Regions from separate parts of the Mus musculus genome. Here regions 1, 2, 3, 4 and 6 are each linked to region 5. Evidence: chromatin contacts called from public Hi-C, HiChIP or PLAC-seq and promoter capture Hi-C data. All regions are on one chromosome and are shown on one strand. Each heading gives the region's core, a stretch centred on a gene start, on an enhancer-like site or on the middle of the called end of the contact. The rest is flanking DNA. Distances are from core to core; before and after follow the strand shown. Region 1 has its middle 55 kb from the start of Atl2. Region 2 overlaps Atl2 (atlastin GTPase 2). Region 3 overlaps Rmdn2 (regulator of microtubule dynamics 2). Region 4 has its middle 31 kb from the start of Rmdn2. Region 5 holds the start of Eif2ak2 (eukaryotic translation initiation factor 2-alpha kinase 2). Region 6 has its middle 17 kb from the start of Gm10494.

Region 1 (3,369 bases), core at 58-2,557, 960 kb before region 5:
TGAAACCCCCTACTCCATCCCCCTCCCCTGCCTCTTTGTGCTCCCTCACACACCCGCCAAATCCCATCTTCCCGCCCTGGCATTCCCCTCCACTGGGGCATCGAGCACCCTCAGGCCCAAGGGCCTCTCCTCCCACTGATGCCAATAAGGCCATCCTCTGCTACATATGTGGCCGGTGCCATGGGTCCCTCCATGTGTACTCTTTGGTTGGTAGTCCAGTCCCTGGGAGCTCTAGGGGGTCTGGCTGGTTGACACTGCTGCTCCCTCCATGGGGCTGCAAACCCCCTCAGCTCCTTCAGTCCCTTCTCCAACTCGTCTATCAGGGACCTCTAGTTTGGTCCAATGGTTGGCTGCGCGCATCCACCTCTGTATTTGTCAGGCTCTGGCAGAGTCTCTCAGGAGACAGCCATATTAGGCTTCTGTCAGCAAGCACTTCCTGGCATCCATAATTGCGTCCAGGTTTGGTGACTGTATATGGGATGGATCCTCAGGTGGGGCAGTCTCTGGATAGCCTTTCCTTTAGTCTCTGCTCCACACTTTGTCTCCATATTTCTTCCTGTGAGTATTTTGTTTTCCCTTCTAAGAAGCACTGAAGCATCCACACTTTAGTCTTCCTTCTTCTTGGGCTGCACCAGGTTATTTCTAAGCATGTATGAATAACAACATTGTAAAATATGTTTGTCTTTCTGTTTTTCCCTTCCTTCCTTCCTTCCTTCCTTCCTTCCTTCCTTCCTTCCTTCCTTCCTTCCTTCCTTCCTATTCCTTCCTACCTTCCTAACTTCTTTCCTTCTTCCTCCTCCTCCCTCCTCCCCCCCTCCTTCCCCTCCCCTTCCCCCTCCTTTTTTTGGTTCACAATTCCACACCTGCTCCGAGTTGGAAGCATGTCTTTCTTGTTCACTCATTCACCCAGAACATATATTAAATGTAACACAGACACTAAGCTACATGTGTGTGGGGGGACACATTAGTGAGCCACATGTCCATGACTCCTCGTTAGGGTAGCAACCTGTGGGTCGAATTCTCCTCGGTGGGGGTGTTGAAAGACTTTCACAGAGGTTACCTAAGGCCACCGGAAAACACAAATACTTACATTATGATTTATATAGCAGTAGCAAAATTACAATTATGAAGTAACAACAAAAATAATTTTATGGTTGGAGGGTTACCACAACATCAAAGGGTCACAGCATCAGGAAGGTTGAGAACCATTCCTTTGAGCCTTTGCTTTCCTGCTTAGGAGGCCGCTAACCAGCCAAACCTCACCATTCCTTTCTGGTTGTAGCAAGGGCTGTAATTCACCTCGAGCCCAGCAGAGGACAGACGAAGCCTGCTTATGAAATTATTCACTGTCGCCTAGCCTTTTCCATATAGTAGATTGTACCTTTGTTCAGCTTTGGAGAGAAACTAGAATCTGGCTTTGTATTTGTGCTTGTTATTTATTTGATTTTAATTGTTCTGACATCAGATCAGAAAACATGTATTTCTTTTTTCTTTTTTCTTTTTTCTGTTTTTGTTTTTGTTTTTTGAGACAGGGTTTCTCTGTGTAGCCCTGGCTGTCCTGGAACTCACTCTGTAGACCAGGCTGGCCTTGAACTCAGAGATCTGCCTGCCTCTGCCTCCCAAGTGCTGGGTTTAAAGGCATGCGTCACCACTGCCTGGCAGAAAACATATATTTCTAATTTATTTATTTTAAAAATTACTTATTTACTTACAGTCCAGCTGTTGCTCCCCCCCCCCCGTCATGGTGCCCCCTCCCACAATTCCTCACCCCATTCCTCCTCCCCCCTGTGCCTGACAGGATGCTCCCCCACCACCAGGCCTCCCTACTCCCTGGAGTCTCAAGTCTCTTGAGGACTCAGTACTTCTCCCACTGAGGCCAGACCAGGCAGTCCTCTGTTATATAGTGCTGGGGGCCTCAGGCCAGCTCATGTTTGCTGCATGGTTGGTGGTTCAGTGTCTGGGCACTCTCAGGGGTCCAGGTGAGTTGAGACTGCTGGTCTTCCTAGGGGGTTGCCCTCCTCATCTGCTCCTTTAATCCTTCCCTTAATTCAACCATAGGGATCCCCAAGTTCAGCCCAGCGGTTGGGTAAGTATCTGGGTCTGTCTCAGTCAGTTGCTGGTTGGGCCTCTCAGAGGACAGCCACGCTAGGCTCCTGTCTGTAAGCACACCAGAGCATCAGTAACAGTGTCAGGCCTTAGTGCCTTCCCATGAGGTGGATCCCCAGGTGGGCTGTCACTGGACCTCCTTTCCCTCAGTCTCTTCTCCATTTTTGTCTCTGTGGTTCTTTTAGACAGGGACAATTCTGGGTCATTTCATCCAAAGTAAAGATTTTTCCTGGTGTAGTTGCTGGAGGAGCTCTTTTAAAGAGGGGATCCTAGTCTACTATAATTCCCCTTAAGAAACAATGCAAAGAAGAATCTGTATAATGCCCAGACACAATCTCTAGATGTCCAATGACAGAATAAAATCAGGGATCCAGAAGTGCAATTGGAGTTTGGGGAAAACAGTTCTGAGGCCCAGATGATCTCTTCAGGGTCTTTCTTTCCAGCTCTTCTTGCCTTGTTGGATTCTGGTCCTTGGAACGGACCCACATGGTTGTCCCAGCTCTGACTCCATATAATGTTCTAATTCAATTACATTCATCTCCTGGTTTATTGTCTGGGTGATAGCTGAGATAGTGGGAGAAACTGTTGGCAACTTGACAGTCAGTTGATAAGCAGATTTGAGACCGGTGTCTTCAGCTGCAGCCAGACCCTGGCTAGAGGGCAGGGTCAGGTTTGAGACCCAGGCCAGAGGACAGAGCAAGTTCTTAGAGAAGGCAGCTGATCTGGACAGGTTAGGTGGACAAATCTCATCTGGTCCTTCACATACATGTACAGCCCAACAGTTTACAAACACACTCACATGCGGTACTTGTTTGTTCACCTGCTTGGTCCTTCTTGTTTACTCAACAATATGTACATGCCCTGTCTACATCAGGTACCAGAGCAGGGATGCTCTATCAGACCCAATGTTTGCCTGAGAGCCTGTTGTCCTTAACACACTTGTATGAGGATTAGGAGTGCAGGTGTGACCAGCAAGTGACAAAGTGACGTGATTACAGGGACAGCAAGCTGAGGCTCATGGTAGACAGAGGAAGACTTGGCATGGGCTTGAGGGACAAGAGGACCAGTGAGACACTAAGTGTTTTGCTTATGTTTACACCTCACAGAAACCAGGAGGTGGGTAAGGAGGATAAACATGGTGTCTGATTTGATTGCTGATAAAACAGAGGTAAGGTAGTTGCTTGGTACCAATGGCATTGGAACCAGGACCACCAGATCTCCTCATGTCTGGTCCAGGACTCACTCACCCTCCTCTGCCCTGGG
Region 2 (3,668 bases), core at 79-2,578, 980 kb before region 5:
AATTGAGAATAATATGTAGACTTTAAAGTGTAGGCATCTTGACATGGCAATTAGTCATTGACATCACATATTTAGTATTCTAGACCAATTATGTTGTGGTATATTAACAGTATTTATAAATATTATTTATGGTAGTGGGCATTGAATGTAAGACTTGTGTATAGGTGAGTACTTTCCCACTGCACTGTACCCCAGCTCCATACTGTATAGTTATAGTAGTTGTAGCTCTGTGGCTTGAGTTATAAGATAGCCCTGCCCCCTCCCTGCTTTTCCTGGTGATGAGGACCAAACCCAGCGCCTTGGGCTTCTTAGGTAGAGGTTTCATTACAGAAATACAGACAGTGTTATGGACTGCCATGCTCCTGTAGACCTGTGGTCTCGTTTTATCTATTTCTTTGTGTATGTGTTTCTTGGACTGTTTTAAAGCAGTTGCCAGGAAGATGCATATTTTTCACCATAAATATTTAGACATCTAGTAGCTAAAGACTCAGTTCTATTTTTTGTGCACAAAAAAGTGTCATTTTGTGTGCTTTTCCTGTTTTTTCTTTTCCTCCTTAACTTTCCTTCCCTTTTCCTTTTCCTCTTTCTTTCTTTCTTTCTTTCTTTCTTTCTTTCTTTCTTTCTTTCTTTCTTTCTTTCTTTCTTTCTTTCTTTCCCTCCCTCCCTCCCTCCCTCCCTCCCTCCCTCCCTCCCTCCCTCCCTCCCCTCTTCCCCCTCCCTCCCTCCTTACTTCCCTCCCTCCCTCCCTCCTCCCCCCCTCTCTCTTTCTTTCTTTCTTTTGTCGTTTTTATTTGCTTGTTTGTTTTCTAGAGAGAGAAAAGCCATGGAGTTGGATATCGGGTGGTGGAGAAGCTCTGGGAGGAAATTTGGCAGAGAAACCCTGTTCAGAATAAATATAGTGTATGAAAACATATCTTAAATAAAAGAAAAATGTTTATATCCATTTAACATTATTGCATAAGGAGTCCAGATATCTGTTTGTTTCATTAAAAACCACCCCCTACCCCTTACCCCTTAAACCAGTTTGCTTGAATCGGGTTCCAAACAAGTTCTAGGAGACAGTCCCAGCAGTGGGAGGTGTTTTTGTATACACTGTTCTAGGCGAGGGTCACTGTCCTGCCTGCTGTCTGGGACGTGGTTTTACTCTTCTATACAACAAGATATTAAAGTAGCTTCCATATTTTATCATCTTTAAACACAGAAAAGCTTGCCAGAAGAGGAGGAGTAGGCGCACATAAGCCCATTTACCTAGATGGCCAGGTTAAGTGGAGGCTGCGATCTGTGTGACAAAGGCTGATTGGAGGAGACTGCTCCTAGCACTCTGCACAGGACTGTTTGCATAATGCTAGACTGGGTGTTCTCTCTCTGGGTGTTGGCTTCTTCTCCTTTATGAGCTATGAAATGGGTGAGTTGTGTTTGTTTTACATTTCTCTTTGATTTTTAACAGGATTCTCAAAGCTGGATTGGTGGAAACAATGAACCCTTGACTGGCTTTACGTGGCGAGGTGGTTGCGAAAGAGAAACAACAGGCATACAAGTTTGGAATGAAGTGTTTGTGATTGACAGACCTAATGGAACAAAAGTAAAATTCTACTTATACTTTGCTATTTTCTCCTGTATTCTTTTCTTGAGCAATTTTCTGGTATTAAAATTTAAAAGAACACAAAACTATTAATGATTAATATGTTAAAATGTACAATGGTATGTAAATACTTTTCTTGACTTAATTACTGCTTTGAACTTTATTAATGTATGATTTTTGTAGGCATTTTTGGTGATTCTTTTACTAAGTATTTTAAATTTAACGAATTCCTAGGTGGCTGTGCTGCTAATGGATACCCAGGGTGCCTTTGATAGCCAGTCAACCATTAAAGACTGTGCGACAGTGTTTGCTCTGAGCACTATGACCAGCTCTGTGCAGGTGAGCGTGCGTGTTGTCAGTTCATAAAATCCTACCTTTGTGCAGCCACCGAGGAAGAGACTTGATGGAAGGAAAATGGATTAGACGATAGAGCTGGCTGCATTTCTTCTTACTTAGATACTAAGCTGTAAGATGATAGACTTTGCCTTAGATGTAAAGGATGAAGTTACGTCAGAGCCACCCCTGCTTTCATCGCAGAACAGCCTTTTCATTAGTTCTCTGAGGATTTCATCCCAACTCTCCCAGACCCACCCCTCTCCTACCCACCCAGCTTTGTGCTCTGAGTTTTCCTTTTTCTCAGGTAACTGTTTTCATACAGTATTCTTGATCCTGTTTTCTCGATCCCCTACTTCCTACCCACTGTGTCCTCATTTTTAAAACACCAAGTGCTGCTGGGGTGTGTGGTGCACCCGTGCACATTCAGGCAAACGTTCCTACTCCTAAGATCAAAAGTAAGAAAGTTTTAGGGGAAAGTTATTGAATAATGTTGGTAATTAAAATCAATCACATGATTGCTTAACCAAAAACAAAACAAAGATACTAAATAATTAAACAGCTACCTAGTTTTCTATTTGGTTTCTCTGATAGTTCTTGATTATTTGAACTAAAAATCCCCATAATTAATTAATGTTTTATTGAGACAGGGTTTCTCCGTGTAGCCATGGCTGCCCTGGACCTCATACTGTAGACCAGGCTGTCCTTAAGCTTAGAGATCTGTCTGCCTCTGCTGCCTGAGTGCAGGGATTAAAGGCGTGTGCTGCCACCATCACTCAGTAACAATATTTAATTTAGAAAACCCAAGCAATAGGGGTTTGTAGCACTGGCTTGGCTTGGAAAGGGTGAAGTCCTCCTGCGTTACATATGCACAGTGCTCTGGTTGTCCTTGTCCTACCACGTTCTCCTTGCCTCAGATGGAACATCTCTGTGTGATCTAGGTGAGGTCAGTTGACATCATTTTGTATTCCTTTCCTTTTTTGGGGATCATTTGTATGGATATCTCCCTGGCTCAACAATTAATGCTGGGCAGGCGGTCTCCTAGATCCTGCTGGTGATAGACAATCCATGAGAAAGGATATTGGAACATGTCCTTCAGTGGAAACTGTCTGTGTCAGTGCCAGTGGTCTGTCAGGGTTCACAAGCAGTCCTGCAGCGTGTCCTGTGACTCTGTGATGGCTTCTCATAGGTCAGAAGCACAAGCTTCCCAGTTAGCTCCCTTCCTCCTCCTCCGTCCGTCCGTCCGTCCGTCCGTCCGTCCGTCCGTCCGTCCGTCCGTGCCGCGAAGCAGCCTGGGTGTCACTGTGTGCAGAGGAGTTCTTTCTGGCCTACCTTCTGTTCCAGGCCAAGGATCCTGTCACTGCTCACTAAGAGATGCTCTTGAGGACTCGCAGAATTCTTTCTTTTTGTTGTTTTTCCTGCACAAAATAGCGTGACTATAGATCCCGAGAGGCAGCAGAGGCCATCCTGCTCTGTGTTTCACATTTTAGCTCTTCTGCTTAGCTGATGTTACAGTTTGAGGCTTGCCTCGCAGATTACAATGGAGGAGCTCCATCCTAAACTTAGCTGCTATTCTTTTGTTTATATAACTTTTTGATGCTAGGGGATTCGGTTTTGGACCACTTACACCATGCACTTTTTTATCTATAAACTGAGGATTTTACTTACTCTGTCTATCTCAAATGTAGCTGTGTATTGTGAAAGAGGACATCTAAGTGAGGTAGTGCTTATACTATTAATATATAATTAGTAT
Region 3 (3,676 bases), core at 878-3,377, 780 kb before region 5:
AATGCACACATTTAACTATGCAAAGAGTGTGATAGTCTTATATTGTTTTAAAAACTGAGCTCCGGCATATGGTTTTGAGTGCTATCGTGATCGCTTCTCTGAGTGCGTATACCTTCCAAGTACAAAAATGATTGGGTAATTTCTTAAATTGGAACAGTAACATTATTATTGTTACATGGGAGACAAAAAACAAGAGCCAAAAGTCACTCACTTGCAATCAGTGAAACTCCCCTTTCAGCTGTGACTGTTCTCTTTACAGCCAATGGAACCCACCACCGTAGAGGGAGGAAGAACAATCAAGCCAGCCTATTGGAAATGACCTGAGAACTTAGAGCCAGGCAGATCACTGATCAAACGCTTTAAACGAGAATGGAGTTTGCTCCTCTGAACCCAGAGGTTGGATATTAAATGAGCACTGTTTCAGAGCACTCTGATCCCACTCTGGGAATTTGTGCTTGTTGCCTAAGGTCCCAGGATCACTGCTGTACCTGGGTTAGTGCACACAGCCTTTAAGTCATGAAGTGTTGCTCCTCAGCCTTGCTCCCTCCTCCAACTCTGACTTGGGGTTTTTGTTTCTCCATATAAACGGTGTTCATGATATCACATAAGTTGACAGGATTTTTGCTGGTGATGTATCAAATTTCTGGATTATACTGAGAAAACTGACATCTTGGCAATTCTGGGGCTATGAACCCACAGCACGAACTGGCTCTCCATTTACATAGTTCTCCATATCACTATTAGAGTTTGCAGTTTGTCTCATAGAGATCTTGTACATATTTTATATGTATTTTAAACCCTAAATATTTGAGTTTGGGTGCATGTTACTGCAAATGGCAATGTATTTTAATTTTAAATTTCAATTACATATCCCTAGTATATTAAATTGACTGGGTGTTGTACATTAATTTGGTATCCTGCAACCTTGCGTTGCTGACTAAATTCTAGGGGTGTAAAGGCTGTCACATCTTCAGCAAGGAGTCAAGGTTTTTCCTTCTTGTCCGTCTCTCTCACATTCTTCTGTGCATTCACCAGAATTCTCAGAAGAACCAGGAGAGCCATGGTGTGAGGAACACACCTACCCTGCCTTATCTCCCATGCATATGCGGCAGGAGAGCCACCCTCTTACATCAGCAATGATGCTAGCCATGGCTCCTCTGGGGTTTGTTCTCTGCTAAGCGGAGGCAGTTCCCACTCTTCTGGTTTTTGAGAGGTTTTGTTTGTTTTACTTTCCACGAATAATAATTGTCTGTCCACTGTGCTTTTCTGTATCTATTGATGTCAGCATATGATCTTTCTCCCTCTTCAGTTTATTAATGAACTAACTAGCTGACTTTTACATGTCAAACAGGCTTCTCAAAAGCCCAGGAAAGAATCCACACGGCCACTGTGTATGCTTTTCCTACATCGTTGCGGTTCAGTTTGCTACTACATTTTGAAACAAGTTCTATACCTATAGCCACGAGAGATGCTGGCCAGAAGGCATACAGTGGTGCGGGGCTACACAGAGGCTCTGGAAGAGCTGGCAGAAACGTGGTGTGTTCTTTCCTTAAATATGTGATAGAATTTACCAATGGAGCCTCGTATTTCCTATTATTATTTACCCTATGTCTTTAACAAACAAAGGCCTAAGTTGACTGTTTATGCAACAATTCAATATTTTTGAAATGCTAAAATTCGGCTGCATCATTCCTTCCGAAGACTTCTAGACTATGGAGTATTTTCAGTCCTTCTAAGTTACTATGAGTGAAGAGAAAAGGCAAAGGAATTCCATGAACTATAAACATTATAGGAAGTACTTGTACTCTTTCACATAATGTACCCCTAGGGACTTAGGACAAGTATAATCTGTTCTGAAATCTGTCTTGAGTCTAAAACATTACTTGCTTTCCTCTGTGCCATAAACTCCAAGGTCACTTGTTCGCTTTCCCCCAAAGGCTCATCACCTCCTTTCTTCTAGTCAACTCTAGTTATGATATGTGTATATTATTTTTATAGTGCTCATTTTAAAATGTAATTTAATATTTTATTTCCCAAACTCAAGTCTGACGGGAATCCTGCCTAAGCCACTTTACATGACGGTGAATTACCTCCATCTAGAGGTTATTTGAGGTACTGCTGCTTTCATAAGACTTGCTCATATATAATGTGTACACACACACACACACACACACACACACACACACACACACACGTATATGTTTGCATTGATATTGAATATACTATTAAAAGGGACAGTCATATAGCTTCAACACAACCCTACTCACTTCTTGCCTATTTGTGATTCAGCACTAACACTGTGCACACAGTAGGGATCAGAGGATCACTGTGCACACAGTAGGGATCAGAGGCAGCCTCTTGGAATAGAAGGAGGGCTGAAAACATCAGAACACAACAGCTAAGTTCTAGTTTCTGCTTTTCCACTCATTGTGTGGCTCTGCTTCCTAATCAACACACACACACACACACACACACACACACACACACACAGAGCATTGCTTCTGTATTTAGGCAACAGAAACAGACTGTTGTGTGACTCATATGCTATAAGGAGTGTAGCTATAAGTCATAAACAGTAGAGCACAATAGAGCATGACTCATATGAGAGATATATTTATACCTACAGCCAAACCCATTTGGCCAACATATTATAAATATATTTTATTATCTTGACCCCAGAGTATTTTAGGTTGATATGATAAAGGCAACAGAATCTTACAGAATGCTTCTGTAGTCTTAAAGTTACAGTTGGGAAGTTTTTCCCAAGTTGACCTATAATCCCAGCTATCCAATGAATATTTGTTTTGCAAAACAGATGAGTGGATTTAGCCTTCACAGCACAGTTTGCCATTCTTGTTGACTGAATGAGAAAAGTTTTATTAATGCCTTAATTTACCCTGAAAGACTTCCAGAAGAATAAGATTTTCCCTCAGCACTGTGAGGTGCTGTGGATCTCCCTGGTGCTGTTCGTATTTTGATGCTAATTCTGCTTCTTCGTGATGAGAAGTTGGTCACACACTTTGGTGAGTCCATGTGAACCTTCTCCCCATTTTAACTGGTTGATAAAGATGGCAGAAGCTAATCGGTGAGTGAAGGATAAAGAGGGATTTCCGGGTCCCAGGAAGAAGAGGAGGAGAGAGAGAGGGAGAGGAATTCGGATGAGGCTGTGGAGCATGGAACTCTTGGGGACCGATAATTTGTAGCCTATGGTGGCTGCAGAAGCTAAGAAGGATGGTATAAGAAAATCTTCGCCCGCCCAGCAGTTGGCTGGTTTTAAAATATTGAAGCTGTCTGCTGCACTCAGGTGGATAGGAGAAAGACATAGCTGCAGCTCGGTCATTAGAGGTTTGACAAAGTTAGCTGTTGGGGGCTGGGTGAGACTGTTGCCGGCCCCTGCAACTGCATACATTTTAAAATTACATGCAACAGGGCTAGCTATGAGATCAGTTTATCCACGTGTTATTTCACAAGTCAAAACTTAAGATTCTCTTTCATTCATTACCACAATAAGTTTTAATATTTGATTGATTGAAGGGCTTTCTATTGAGTAGACAGAATACATTTTGAGAGTGAATGTTAAACTGACATTAAAATTTATCAAATTTCCATCAGTTGAATTGATCTTAACATTTTAAAAAATTGATAGTGAATTTAAAAAAAAATTACACGAAATAAT
Region 4 (3,893 bases), core at 831-3,330, 700 kb before region 5:
ATGGTTAATTTTGTCAAGTTGATGGAACTTAGAGTCACCATGGAAACAAGCCTTTGGGCATATCTGTGAAGGACTGTCTAGACTAGGTTACCTGAATTAGGAGTACCCACACTTAAATGGAGGTGCAAGTCCATGGCCCGAGGTCCCAAACTGAATAGAAGGGTGAAAGCAAACAGTACAAGCTTATGTGTCTACTTGCTTACTGACAATGCCCTGGGGACAGCTGCCTCAAGCTCCTGCCACCTTGACCACCCACTGTGATGGACTGTAGCCTCGAACTGTGAGCCAAATAGAGTTTCTTTCTTATTTTTGTTCTTATCAGGTATTTTATACAAGAATGACACAAGAAGTTAATACAGTGGGTGACTAGATCAGGAGATGAGTTCCCAGATGGTTATCATGGCCCATTGTGCACCTTTGCTCACGTGGGGCCATCTGTCAATCTTGACTGTATTCCTTCCTTCTTGCTCTGTACTGTTGCTTCCCTTTGAATGGAGTTTCCTTGCTACCTTTACGAACCTTTTAGCCTTTATTTAACTTCTTTGATTAAGAGGCCAAGAACTTGGAAACACTAGCCACAGACCCTTACCCACCTATAACAAAATGACTTCTATCTCTAGAAGCAGGCAATTATGGGAAGGCAGATGAAGGCAATTTAGTAAAGCTCACTTCTGTGGGTTCCTCTGGTACCTGCCCAGAAGGAGGGACTGAGGCTGTCTTCAGTGGTTAACTGCTGTCAGGACCAGTGGGAGGGAAGTAGAACATCTTTTGGTTGTAAATCAGTGCCCTACCCTTAGCCAGAAGGAGAATAGGCAGGGGTGTCTTCTTACCATCAGCTCTAACGAGCCTTATGCTAAAGAGGCATATATGGGATGACCAATCTGCCCTCTATATCACTACGGATACTGTGCTTTGATTTTTATCAAAGCTAGATTACTATGTTTTTATTTTAGCCTTAGAGACATACCAAAACATCCTTCAACAAAACAAAATACTTCCTGTAGCACAAGATGAGCCTTTAGAATAATATCAGTATCCAGCTATTAATATATACAGCTGTCACTGTGCATCTTTATTAATTTTTAAGCAAATGTCATAGTAAACAATAGAGGATATTAAATAACCATTAGAAATAGCTCAGGGTTTGCAGTTTTGCAGCCTCTCTCTATTGGTGTGATGCTCTGTATATGCTCTGCCCGGGGAGTGACACTATTAGAAGGTATGACCCTGTTGGAGTAGATGTGTCACTGTAGGTGTGGGCTTTAAGACCCTCATCCTAGCTGCCTAGAAGCCAGTATTCTGTTAGCAGCTTTCAGATGAAGATATAGAACTCTCAATTCCTCCTGCACCATGCATGCCATATTCCCACCTTGGTGATAATGGATTGAACCTCTGAAGCTGTAAGCAAGCCCCAATTAAATGTCCTCATAAGAGCTGTCTCCGTTATGGTGTCTGTTCACAGCAGAAAAACCCTAAGACAGTTGTGTTAACAGTTGAGTCTGGATTACTCTTTTCGCCCTTTCACTTTCTGTCCTGCCCTGAGAGTGAGTTGAGAGCCCTTCAGGAGGGTTAAGCATCGTGCTGTGTGCTCATCTGCTTCTAATGACTCGGGGTTTTCTGCCCACCAGTCCTTACTTCTGTTCCTGTCTGTAGGCTTACGTTCTGGCTTCAACTGCTCATGTTTGTGGTCAGCTCTGTGACTTTCAGTTTCAAGGTCTAGACATTCCTTTTCTGTCCCAACCACATGCATATTCTGGTTTCTAGCCCTTTCTACCCGTCTACAGCCCATGTTCCTCTACTCCATCCACAGGGGCTTAGGGGAACCTTTGGGTCTTCTTCTACCTGGATAGGGTATTCAGGACTTTCCCAGACAAACTGGCCCTGTGAATGAAAATTACGGTGATGTAATTAAGCACAATAAGAAAAAACTTCCTGGGCAGAGCTCTTAGAAAATCTCAAATTTCTTTTCACAAAGATATATGGAAGTTATGATTACTATGTTGCTTCTAACAGTACACAGGCTATTTGATCTCTCCTTGAATAAGGAAACAAAGTCAAAGATAAGATAATGTTGCCTTGAGAAAAGACATTTGCTCTCAGTGTTTTTTCTGGAGGTAGCCTTGAGAATGTGACTCAGGGCTGAGCCTACATTAATTTGGGGGGGGGGTAGCCAGTAAGTCTTGGATGGAAAACACTGATTCTTAAATAAAACTCTGATACATACTATTTATCTCTCCAGTCTCCAAATGGTCTGTTAGCCATGTCTTGATAATAAAGCCCCCCTTTTTTTAAAAGTGGGGGGAGGGAGGAGCCGATAGTTTCTCAGTTTGTAAATGTTCTCTCATGCAGGCTAAAAGCAAGTGTTGAATGATGATGGTCCATGCATTTAAGTATACTTCCCTTTGAAATGTAATATTTCAGTTAACGGGAAGCTTAACATAGAGGAAAAAAGCCTTCTGTTCAAAGCTTCAGACTAAGTAGACTTCACAGAGAGTATTTGGACATCAAAGGCGTTGGGAGTTGGGAAGTGATTCAGAGAGTCCCTGAACTGGGAGACAAAGAAGAGAGATCACTTGACTGTCTGCAGTCAGGCATTTGATTTATCTGGGTATGGTCAGGCAGGAAGTCCCTAGCAGAGCTTAGATGGCAGTTCCTGATTGGTTAAGTTTGAGGTCTGTTATACTGCTCGCATGAAACTTTTATTTTGTTTGCTCAGGTAAGGACACAAGGCACAAGAACCGCCCAGGCATAAGACCTGCTCACTGTTTTAACAATAAACAATGTTAGTGGAGGGGGAATATGGCAGGAATCGTTTCTGTCCTCCTGTCTTAATGGAAGGAAAATGGCAGGGAGGCATAAGTCGCTGTTTAGGCCTCTGAAAATGACTCGTTTTGTGTCCTTAAGCAAGTCATTTATGGAGTTTGTGTATTAAACAAGTAAGGCTTACTGATGGATAAGGAGGATGGTATTATCTGAATGACTGGAGGCCTTCTCAAAGGGACAGTGACACCAAATGACTAAGTCCAACCCTCTTGCATGCTGGTGAGCAGGGTATTAACCTATCAAAGCAGGTCATCCAACCCAGCCCTCTTGGTTGGTAGGTAGGAAACTTTCAGAACATAATTTTTACCAAGGTCATATGGCCAGGAGAAGCAGATCTTAGCCTAGAACTCAGGCTGTCTGATTATCACTGTCCAAAAATAGATAAGAGTTTTTATTTTGTCATTGAACATAAAGCACAACGTCCTCAGCAATGCTCCCAGCTCTTTGTCCTGGAGCGCAGAGAGAGGATTTAAGAAACCCTTACCAATTAGTCTAGCAAACGTTCGGGATATGAATTTGACTCAATGTTGTCATCCCGAGGAATGGGCTATTTCAGCAGCTCTATAACTGTTGACTCTAGACAGTCCAACATGAGTCAGGAGTTCCTCACCACAGAGACTGAGGAGTGAGGCAGAGGGATCACTAAGTCAGGAAAGCAGAGTTGAGGGCAGGGGCCGAGGCTGCTGACTCTGACAGAGCACAGAGGAGTTGTTGACAGAGCTCTACAGCACATGCCTGTTGGCTTGTTTCTCTGAACCTGACCATTCTTGTAGGAAAAGGGAACTCTTTCTCCATCTATGTAGGGCTCTTCAGAGCAACAAAAGGTTGAATAACAAGAGAACAGAAGTTGTTCAGAACCAGAAGTTGTTGGCATGTCTACCATACATACATGGGGTTCTCAGAGATGAGTGACTGAAAGGGCTGTCTAGAACTTGAGTTCATGCGACATCCTGACAAAAGAAGAGCAAGTATTTAGGGATGCAACAAGATGAAAGATGGAGTCTTTGAGCTTTTGGGGCAGCTGGATTTGAGGAAGTTAAATAATATGGAAAAGTAATGGTACCCAAGGG
Region 5 (3,729 bases), core at 78-2,577:
GCATCCATTGTGAATGTTCAGTAGAGAAATGTCTGCAGAGATCTCGCTGTCAGCTTCTCCCTAGGTAGTCGGGTGTTCATTTAAGGTGCTATAGTAGGGAGCGGGAGTTTATCGAGGCTGATCTGGTCACGGGCTTTTCACATTAGAGACCTCAAATTACACCCAGGATCCACGCTACAAGAAAAGTTAGGCTGTTGTTCTCCTACCTTACAGGAAAGGAAGAAGAAAGGAGTGGGCACAGCAATGTTGACTGTGAAATTGGGGGCTCTGTCTTGGGACTTTTCCATCTCTCACCAGTTGCCATGTTGGGAGTACAATTTCCCGGTTCTAATTCTAGCTCCTGAGTTCTCCTCATAGGGATGGTGCTCAGCTCAGAGTGCAGGCATGAAGATGTGTCACTGGGCAGTGTGCCACAAGCTAAACCCTCAAGTCCTGGGCCAGCAAGTTCCATTATGGGAGTGTGTTACAGTCTTACAGGAAGGTAGGATTGCTTTTCTTTTCTTTTTTTTTTTTTAATTTTGTTTTAACCCGTATACGAGTTCACTATAGCTGTCTTCAGACACACCAGAAGAGGGCATCGGATCCCATTACAGATGGTTGTGAGCCACCATGTGGTTGCTGGGAATTGAACTCAGGACCTCTGGAAGAGCAGTCAGTGCTTTTACCTGCTGAGCCATCTCTCCAGCTCAGGCAAGGTTCCTTATTAAGCAGGGACTGCTGGTGTTGGCCTTGTGATAAAACATTCCTTGTGGCCTTTCTGGGAGCAGGTGGATCTTAACAGGGGCCTGGCCTGGTGAGTGATATGCAACAAGGGGCTAGCAGGTAACTGCTGAGGGCTGGACAAATAGATTTAAGAGAGAATTCTTCAACCCTCTGGCCAATGTTGTCAAGATGGCTATGTCCTCCTTGGCATGGCAGTGTGAAAGGGGAAGGAGACTAACGTTTACAAACCTGGACTTCAATTGTCACAGACATAGCTTGGCTGGACCCTCTGAGAGGCGAGTTACTCAGTATCTCCCACTGCACATCGGAATTCGGTAGCATCCATGTGCCCAGTTGCTTCCTCAAAGTTTGTTTTGAAAAGTAGATTGTGATCATTGATCCAGGAGCAGGAGGCTTGGGTTTCTCCTTCTTCTTCCTGCAGAGCTTTCCCAGAATGGAAGCCAGGAAGTGTCCGAAACCTGGAGAAGCTGGCAGTTACTGCAGTTGCACAGGAGAGGGGAGGCGGGCCCGGACCTTGGCTCCCGCGCTGGGGTACAGAGGCGACACGCCTACCTGACTTCTCGCGGGTGCGAGCCGGTGCGGGAGGGGCCCAGAGCAGTGTGGGAAGGCGGAGTCCGCCGGGAAAACGAAACAGAAGAGAACCGGCCAGGCCCGGACTTCCATGGGCAGCAGCAGCGGCAGGGAACGGAGGGCGAATAGATTTCAGAGCCTGCACCTGAAGTACAATTCGAATCCTGCTCCAGGGAGCGAGCCACTGTCCGGATCCAGAAACTTTGGTAAGACCTGAGGGCTATTTTCCCACTCCTGGATAGCGGTTGCAGGAAAAGGGACCCAGAAGGAAAATGACAAGCCCAATGACTTAAAACTCTGGAGGGAACTCTAGAAGCCTGAATGACCCAGAGACTGAATTCTGCGCCAAGACTTTGTGCTGCACAGTCATGGCATTCCAATTAGCTGTCCTTTGTGACAAGCGGGTCCTGCTCCATCCTCCACCAGCCGCTATGGTCAGGCAACCCCCCCCCCCGCGCCTCCCCCTCCCCTTCCCCCTTCTTCTCCCAACTCCCCCGCCCAGTGCCCACCACTTTCAGACTTACTTGGTGGTTCTGGGCCACAGCCAAATACCCTCCAACTCCTGCCTTCATGCTGCCTGTTTCTACTTCCTGGAAAGCCCTTTCCACCTCACCCCACCCCCAAGTGACTTCCTGGGCAGATCTGTCTATCCAGTCCTTTTCACAGAGCCAATGATATGAATTACCTTCCCTAAGCTAGAAACTCCACTCTGCCCTCATAGCCAGCGCCCCCCGTCCCCTGCCCCATATTTTTCTCAATCTTCCAACTAGTACTTAGTACTAGAATTAGTCTTTTTCCTTCTACCAGTAAGATCCCAAGAGCAGTTTTCATTGGCTTGTATAAGCCTAGCACCTGATCCCTGACAGGTGCTCGTTCCATGTATGTTAAGTGGATGGTAATTCATAAATAACCTTGAATTCTAGAGAAACGGGATTCCCTGTTGCACCTTTAGTACTAACCGTGCCTTGCCCCCTGGAGTTAAAGACACTCTCAGGGCAGAGTGTGTGCTTGTTTTTCAGCTTGCCCTGCGGCCCTGGAGGGACCCAAACACTGTGTGCAGCTTGCTCCTTTATATATCATATACTAGCTGAATGCATGTTGTATGGGAAGCAGCGACTGGAGGGGCTCAGCCTTCTGGGGTCCTACAGTCTTCAGGAAGGAGAAAGATCAGGGTCTTCAGGATATAGGTGAGACAAGCAGGTGGCATTTGTTGGTGCATGTGATGGGCTGCTCTTTGGGTGAGCGACTGAGAGCTGAGAGCAGCTTCCTGGTAAGCATCCTGATTCCTTTATAGGAATCCCACCTGTCAATACAGTGGTGAGGTGGAGTGATTCTAGTTGCCCCTGCAGCATCACAGAAGGCCAGCCCATCCTGAGAGGTGAATAAAATTGCTCCCTAGACAAAGGGTTCCAACTCCTGGGAGCATGGATTGGACCGTACCTAGCCATTCATTCCCCAGTGGACTTATTCATTCATTTGTACCAAGCCCTTATTATAGTTCTGGTACCTTCATTCCTTTTTCAGTTACAACTGTTATATTGATTTTTAAAAAGAATTTATTGGGGGCTGAAGAGATGGCTCAGCGGTTAAGAGCGCTGACCACTCTTCCAGAAGATCTGAGTCCAGTTCCCAGCAACCACATGGTGGGTCCCAACCATCTGTAATGGGACGGATGCCCTCTTGTGGTGTGTCTGAAGAGAGTAACAGACACTGTACTCACATTCATAAAAAGTAAATAAATCTTTCTAAAAAATAATTTATTTACTTTTTATTTTTAATTATGTATCTGTGTATGAGTGTGTGCATAGGAATGCAATTCCCTTGGAGGCCAGGGAAGGTGCCGGATCCCCAGAAGCTAGAATTACAAAGAGGTTTGAGCTGCCTGCCATGCTGAGAACCACACTTGGATTCTCTGGAAGCGCAGCGGTGCCGTTAACTGCTGGGTCATCTTTCCAGCTGTACATTTACTTATTTAGTTTTATGTTTTTCTATTATTTGTATGTGAGCGTGTGTGTATGTATGTGTGTTCACATGTGCTTCAGGGAGCCCGTCTAGGTCACAGGACAACTACGTAGGTCCCAGGGATTGAACTCAGATGGTCAGTCTTTGCAGCAGGCTGCTTCACCTGCTGATCCATCTTGCCAACCCTGGTGAAAACCATCACTCTGTAGGTAGAATGTAAGGTCACAGCCTGGAGGTGATCATCAGGAGAGACGCTAAGTACAGAGCAGGAAGAGACTTGAGGACTGGGTCTCTGGATGAAAAGAAGATGAGGAGGAGCCAGGGAAGGAGGCAGAGAAGGCCCAGCTTGTGAGAACAGAGGAGACCCACAGAAACCTAAGCTAATGGGGGTGGGGAGTTGAGGCGGGAACAAGTGACCGAAATTGGACTATTGGATTTGACAATGAATGAGCCCCTGGGACTCTCGCAACAGCA
Region 6 (3,575 bases), core at 923-3,422, 640 kb before region 5:
AATTTACAGATATCAAGGAAAAGTAATATTGAAATCTCAGACTAAATAAAATGAAAGCTGAGATATGAATAAAGTAGTCAGCAAATTAGAAAATCCATGAGGAGTTAGAAAAAATTGGCATAGGCAAATAGAGAATGAAACTAATAAACAAACATTCAAAGCATGGGGTGTGATAGGAGGCCAAATTTATGCCTAACAGAAATTTTAGACAAGGGAAAAAGAGGAAAGGAGAGAGGAAATAGGAAGGGAAGACAAGAGGAGAGGAAAGGGGGCAGGAGGGAAGGAGGGAGGGAGGGAGGGAGGGAGGGAGGGAGAGAGAGAGAAAGAGAGAGAGAGAGAGAGAGAGAGAGAGAGAGAGAGAGAGAGAGAGAGAGAGAGAGAGAGAGAGAGAGAGAGAATGTATACTCTCATGATAAGGATTTTTCTACAAACTGAATACATATTAGTCCAGAGAAAAGCAATGGAAGGTTTCTAAGGAGCAAAACTGCATTTAATTATCATCCAGATGCATCAAGCACAGCCATGCTGACCGCTATCGAGCAAGAGAAGCTCTTCTAAGCTTCCATGAGCATAGCTAGTTTATCTTCAACAGAGTGTGTAGACTTCTACCAAGCTTCTCAACAACCACAATGAAGCCTAAATGAAAACGTGCGAATCCTAGAGCAACTTAGCAGATCCACAGTCAAACCAAGTATTCAGGAGTGAGCAGAAACGTGGGTGCTTTCAGACAAAGCTGAGTTTAAGAGCGAGTGCTCTGGGGATGGAGAGATAACGCGCTTAAGGGCTTGCAGTGATCTTGTAAAAAACTTGAGTTCCACTCCGGTATCCATGCTGGGTGACTTGCAGACTGTGACTTACCCTCCCGGTGATCTCACTCCTTTTTCTTAACTCTGAAGACACCTGTACTCACATATGCGCAGACCTTCACGCACACACACACATAGTTAAAAATAAAATATAAAAATGAGAGGATGTTGCTAACAGAATCACTAAAGGTGATCTGTTATCACATCCTGTAAAAAGTAGGTGTGAGGGGAAAGGACAATGGTGTTTTTCTGTCTCAAAAGTAAAATTAAAATATACAGAGCTTTTATCTGTAGCCTGTATCATAGCTCTCTTGAAAATTAAAATTTAAGCTTGGATTAATTATAAAAATAATTATCTGACTTCAAAAGGGTTATTCTTGACAACAAGACTGGACATATACATATGCATTATATACATACACATAGATATACTTCATATTTCATATACATGTCACATAAATCATATACATACACACATATATGCACCATATACATGCATATACATATGTACACACACATATATATACATCATATACATATATGTCTACATATAGATCATATACATATATATATTCTTTATAAAATAGAAATGAAAATGGAAAACTGGATTAGGTTTCTAGGGAATTATTTTCTGGTTGAAATTTGTGAGTTTCAAAACATTTGAACTTCTAAAGGTCACCTCTGACAAGAAAACTAAAGACCATTACTAAATAAATAAATAAATAAATAAATAAATAAATAAATAAATAAACAAACAAACAGACAGAAACTATTAAAATCCCTACAAACATGCAAATCACCTATGTGGAAAGGACCTGGAGTCCTAGGACTTTTCTAAAGAGAGTGAATGAGGTGAAATGAGTGCTAGCCTCTGCTTCACATATATTATTTTTTTTGACCAAATATTTCTGGGTGGATGGCAGGAAGGACCTCTGTGGGATAGCATAAGTTTGTCAACATAAGATATTACTGAGACATTGTTAGGAGGAATGGAAAAGAATAATCTTTGAGGAGAGACTTAGAAGAGAGGCTGTTAGGGTGATGGATGCTGGGAATGACATGTTTAAAAACCTGTGAGGAATGACAAGGTACCAATAAAGAGAACAGTGTTGCATGACGAGATGAAACATGAAACATGCAATAAAGATCCCTTCTTAGGAGAGCTTTCCAAGGGGCGAGTCTATAATTCTACCATCTGGCAAAGATTGGAGTCCTCTTTCTGGTTGCCAGGAAAGATGCTTAAATCACATTTTTTTTTATGATTTCCTTCAATGAAACTTCATGAAAACAGCCAGATATATACAACTGAGTATGGATTCAATGCTCACAGGCTGAGTCATGTGCTCTATTGGGTCTTGAGTTGTTTCCAATTTGCCTCTTTCCTTGGGTTCTTGTGTCATTAGTCATTTGGAGGGGGGTGGTTACTTATTGAACCTAGCTGTCCAGCAAGTGTAAGCCACCTAGGGATGCTACCTCATTTTTCTAGGTTCGCACTCTCCTTGGCAATCGCTGTGTAACTCTCCTCTTGCTTAATCTTCCAATATGTCTCCCAACCTCCTTTAAGCTCATGAGAGAACTCCCACAAGTCAGGCAGACTATAGCCACATACCCATACCTGTTCTACCCTCTGGTTACAATGAATTAACCAGGTTCCTATTTGAGGCCAGCTCCTCTACAGGTCACTACATTCATTTCCTCCTTCCCTCATCAACTTGAAATACATAGCTCTAATCACCCACCTCTTTTTATTTACCCAGTATTTCTCTCTGTACCTGCACCATTTCCAAAGCCACTCAGGCACAACCCTAATGCCATACAGTCCCTCTTCCTTCTTTGGAGGAGGAGGAGGAGGAGGAGGAGGAGGAGGAGGAGGAGGAGGAGGAGGAGGAGGAGAGTGGCAATAACGATAATAAAGCCTCAATATAGCTTATGAATTTACAGCCACCACTTTTCTCATTTCTTCCACGAAACCTTCTAATCAGGTTTTTATGCCCACTACTCTCTCCTATAGTAATTCTTGCCCCAAACACCTGACTTTCTCACTCTAAGCCTCAAGAGTAATGGCTTGGTCTTTATTATTGAATACCTCTGACCACTCTTTCTTTTTGAAACAATTTCTCTCTTCACTTAGTCCCCAGTCACCACCTCTTCTGGTCCCTCCTATTCCAGATAGTGAAGCTTTCCAAAATATTTGCTTCTTCTAGTTCCTCTTCATGTCCTGGTCTCTGGCTATCAGGATGCCCTAAGACCAGCCCTGGAATGTTCCTCTGCCCCCAAGCCTTTCCTGCGTTGTTTCATACCATCGTTTTATTTTATTCTTTTATTTATTTTTCTGGGTTAAGGTTAGGGTTTTGAGACAAAGCCTCCCAGGTAATTGGGAGCCTATGTATCCGACCTCCATCTCCTTCTGTTCCTCTTTTCACGCTCTGCAGCGAAAGTCACCCAAGTGCCACTGTTCCTCCTGACTGCTGCTTCCCAAATCAGTCACACTGCTGACAGCCTCCCTTCTTTCTTGTTTTCCCTCAACTATCCCAGAATTAAGACATTGTACTCACTCTGTCACTATCTATCATAGGTTTTATACATTCACACATCCTTAGGGCATACAATTTTCTTTGACTTTCAAGACAGAGTTTGCTCTCAATAGAACATTAAAAAAATGAGACTTTATTGATTTGAGACTAGTGATAATTCAAGTGGCAATTAATGATCTTAGTAGTTTTTAATTGCTTGCTTTTTTTTAACCCTTAAATACGTATGAACAAGATT

Evidence for each region. Promoter capture Hi-C pulls out the DNA fragments that hold promoters and counts their contacts. A called contact is a pair of places that touch in the nucleus more often than the background predicts. HiChIP or PLAC-seq counts read pairs in DNA pulled down with a chosen protein or histone mark.
Region 1: an H3K4me3 HiChIP or PLAC-seq map of bone marrow-derived macrophages shows a contact between it and region 5, with 7 times the contacts expected there. The contact joins the enhancer-like site here to the promoter of Eif2ak2 in region 5. A contact is called at or near these places in 10 of 39 promoter capture datasets (the 3T3-L1 cell line, the C10 cell line, the HPC-7 cell line and 6 more), 3 of 484 Hi-C or Micro-C datasets (bone marrow-derived macrophages, embryonic fibroblasts and palatal mesenchyme), 5 of 115 datasets of contacts at active chromatin or transcription factors (astrocytes, bone marrow-derived dendritic cells, bone marrow-derived macrophages and 1 more) and 2 of 9 other capture datasets (adipose tissue and embryonic stem cells).
Region 2: a promoter capture Hi-C map of liver shows a contact between it and region 5, with 5 times the contacts expected there. The contact joins the enhancer-like site here to the promoter of Eif2ak2 in region 5. A contact is called at or near these places in 7 of 39 promoter capture datasets (the HPC-7 cell line, HPC-7-derived erythroid cells, embryonic stem cells and 4 more), 2 of 115 datasets of contacts at active chromatin or transcription factors (astrocytes and large pre-B cells) and 1 of 9 other capture datasets (adipose tissue).
Region 3: an H3K4me3 HiChIP or PLAC-seq map of bone marrow-derived macrophages shows a contact between it and region 5, with 4 times the contacts expected there. The contact joins the enhancer-like site here to the promoter of Eif2ak2 in region 5. A contact is called at or near these places in 5 of 39 promoter capture datasets (the 3T3-L1 cell line, hippocampal neurons, liver and 1 more), 5 of 115 datasets of contacts at active chromatin or transcription factors (bone marrow-derived dendritic cells, bone marrow-derived macrophages and embryonic stem cells) and 1 of 9 other capture datasets (adipose tissue).
Region 4: a contact with region 5 is called in a Hi-C map of bone marrow-derived macrophages, with 17 read pairs. The contact joins the enhancer-like site here to the promoter of Eif2ak2 in region 5. A contact is called at or near these places in 16 of 39 promoter capture datasets (the 3T3-L1 cell line, 3T3-L1-derived adipocytes, the C10 cell line and 10 more), 5 of 15 datasets of contacts at CTCF or cohesin (the NIH/3T3 cell line, embryonic stem cells, large pre-B cells and 2 more), 45 of 484 Hi-C or Micro-C datasets (B cells, the Ba/F3 cell line, CD4 T cells and 31 more), 18 of 115 datasets of contacts at active chromatin or transcription factors (CD8 T cells, the NIH/3T3 cell line, T-cell acute lymphoblastic leukemia and 11 more) and 4 of 9 other capture datasets (adipose tissue, embryonic stem cells, liver and 1 more).
Region 6: an H3K27ac HiChIP or PLAC-seq map of the NIH/3T3 cell line shows a contact between it and region 5, with 5 times the contacts expected there. The contact joins the enhancer-like site here to the promoter of Eif2ak2 in region 5. A contact is called at or near these places in 2 of 39 promoter capture datasets (cranial neural crest and hippocampal neurons), 1 of 484 Hi-C or Micro-C datasets (bone marrow-derived macrophages), 3 of 115 datasets of contacts at active chromatin or transcription factors (the NIH/3T3 cell line, bone marrow-derived dendritic cells and large pre-B cells) and 3 of 9 other capture datasets (adipose tissue, embryonic stem cells and liver).

What each region holds. Positions count from the first base shown.
Region 1 is chr17:79,838,984-79,842,352 of GRCm38.p6, reverse strand. No RefSeq gene overlaps it. Among named protein-coding and RNA genes, the nearest start is that of Atl2, 55 kb to the left of the region's middle. Within about 2 kb of position 1,307, at least 3 of the 459 cell types and tissues checked have an H3K27ac peak or open chromatin away from gene starts, as enhancers often do. A contact at or near this core is called in bone marrow-derived macrophages, where this site is marked.
Region 2 is chr17:79,862,956-79,866,623 of GRCm38.p6, reverse strand. Atl2 (atlastin GTPase 2) reads left to right here. Exons shown (of 13, transcript NM_019717.3): 3 at 1,448-1,582; 4 at 1,817-1,921. Among named protein-coding and RNA genes, the nearest start is that of Atl2, 31 kb to the left of the region's middle. Within about 2 kb of position 1,328, at least 11 of the 459 cell types and tissues checked have an H3K27ac peak or open chromatin away from gene starts, as enhancers often do. A contact at or near this core is called in liver, where this site is marked.
Region 3 is chr17:79,662,427-79,666,102 of GRCm38.p6, reverse strand. The region is part of intron 5 of Rmdn2 (regulator of microtubule dynamics 2); the gene reads right to left. All of the region lies in intron 1 of Gm33006 (a long non-coding RNA gene), which reads left to right. Among named protein-coding and RNA genes, the nearest start is that of Gm33006, 3.6 kb to the left of the region's middle. Within about 2 kb of position 2,127, at least 32 of the 459 cell types and tissues checked have an H3K27ac peak or open chromatin away from gene starts, as enhancers often do. A contact at or near this core is called in adipose tissue and bone marrow-derived macrophages, where this site is marked.
Region 4 is chr17:79,582,363-79,586,255 of GRCm38.p6, reverse strand. It overlaps a transcript of Rmdn2 not described here. Among named protein-coding and RNA genes, the nearest start is that of Rmdn2, 31 kb to the left of the region's middle. Within about 2 kb of position 2,080, at least 48 of the 459 cell types and tissues checked have an H3K27ac peak or open chromatin away from gene starts, as enhancers often do. A contact at or near this core is called in CD8 T cells, Th1 cells, bone marrow-derived macrophages and 4 more, where this site is marked.
Region 5 is chr17:78,880,170-78,883,898 of GRCm38.p6, reverse strand. Eif2ak2 (eukaryotic translation initiation factor 2-alpha kinase 2) reads left to right here and starts at 1,327. Exons shown (of 16, transcript NM_011163.4): 1 at 1,327-1,499. Gm26637 reads right to left here and starts at 2,015. Exons shown (of 2, transcript XR_876974.2): 1 at 1,818-2,015.
Region 6 is chr17:79,526,163-79,529,737 of GRCm38.p6, reverse strand. No RefSeq gene overlaps it. Among named protein-coding and RNA genes, the nearest start is that of Gm10494, 17 kb to the right of the region's middle. Within about 2 kb of position 2,172, at least 1 of the 459 cell types and tissues checked has an H3K27ac peak or open chromatin away from gene starts, as enhancers often do. A contact at or near this core is called in the NIH/3T3 cell line, where this site is marked.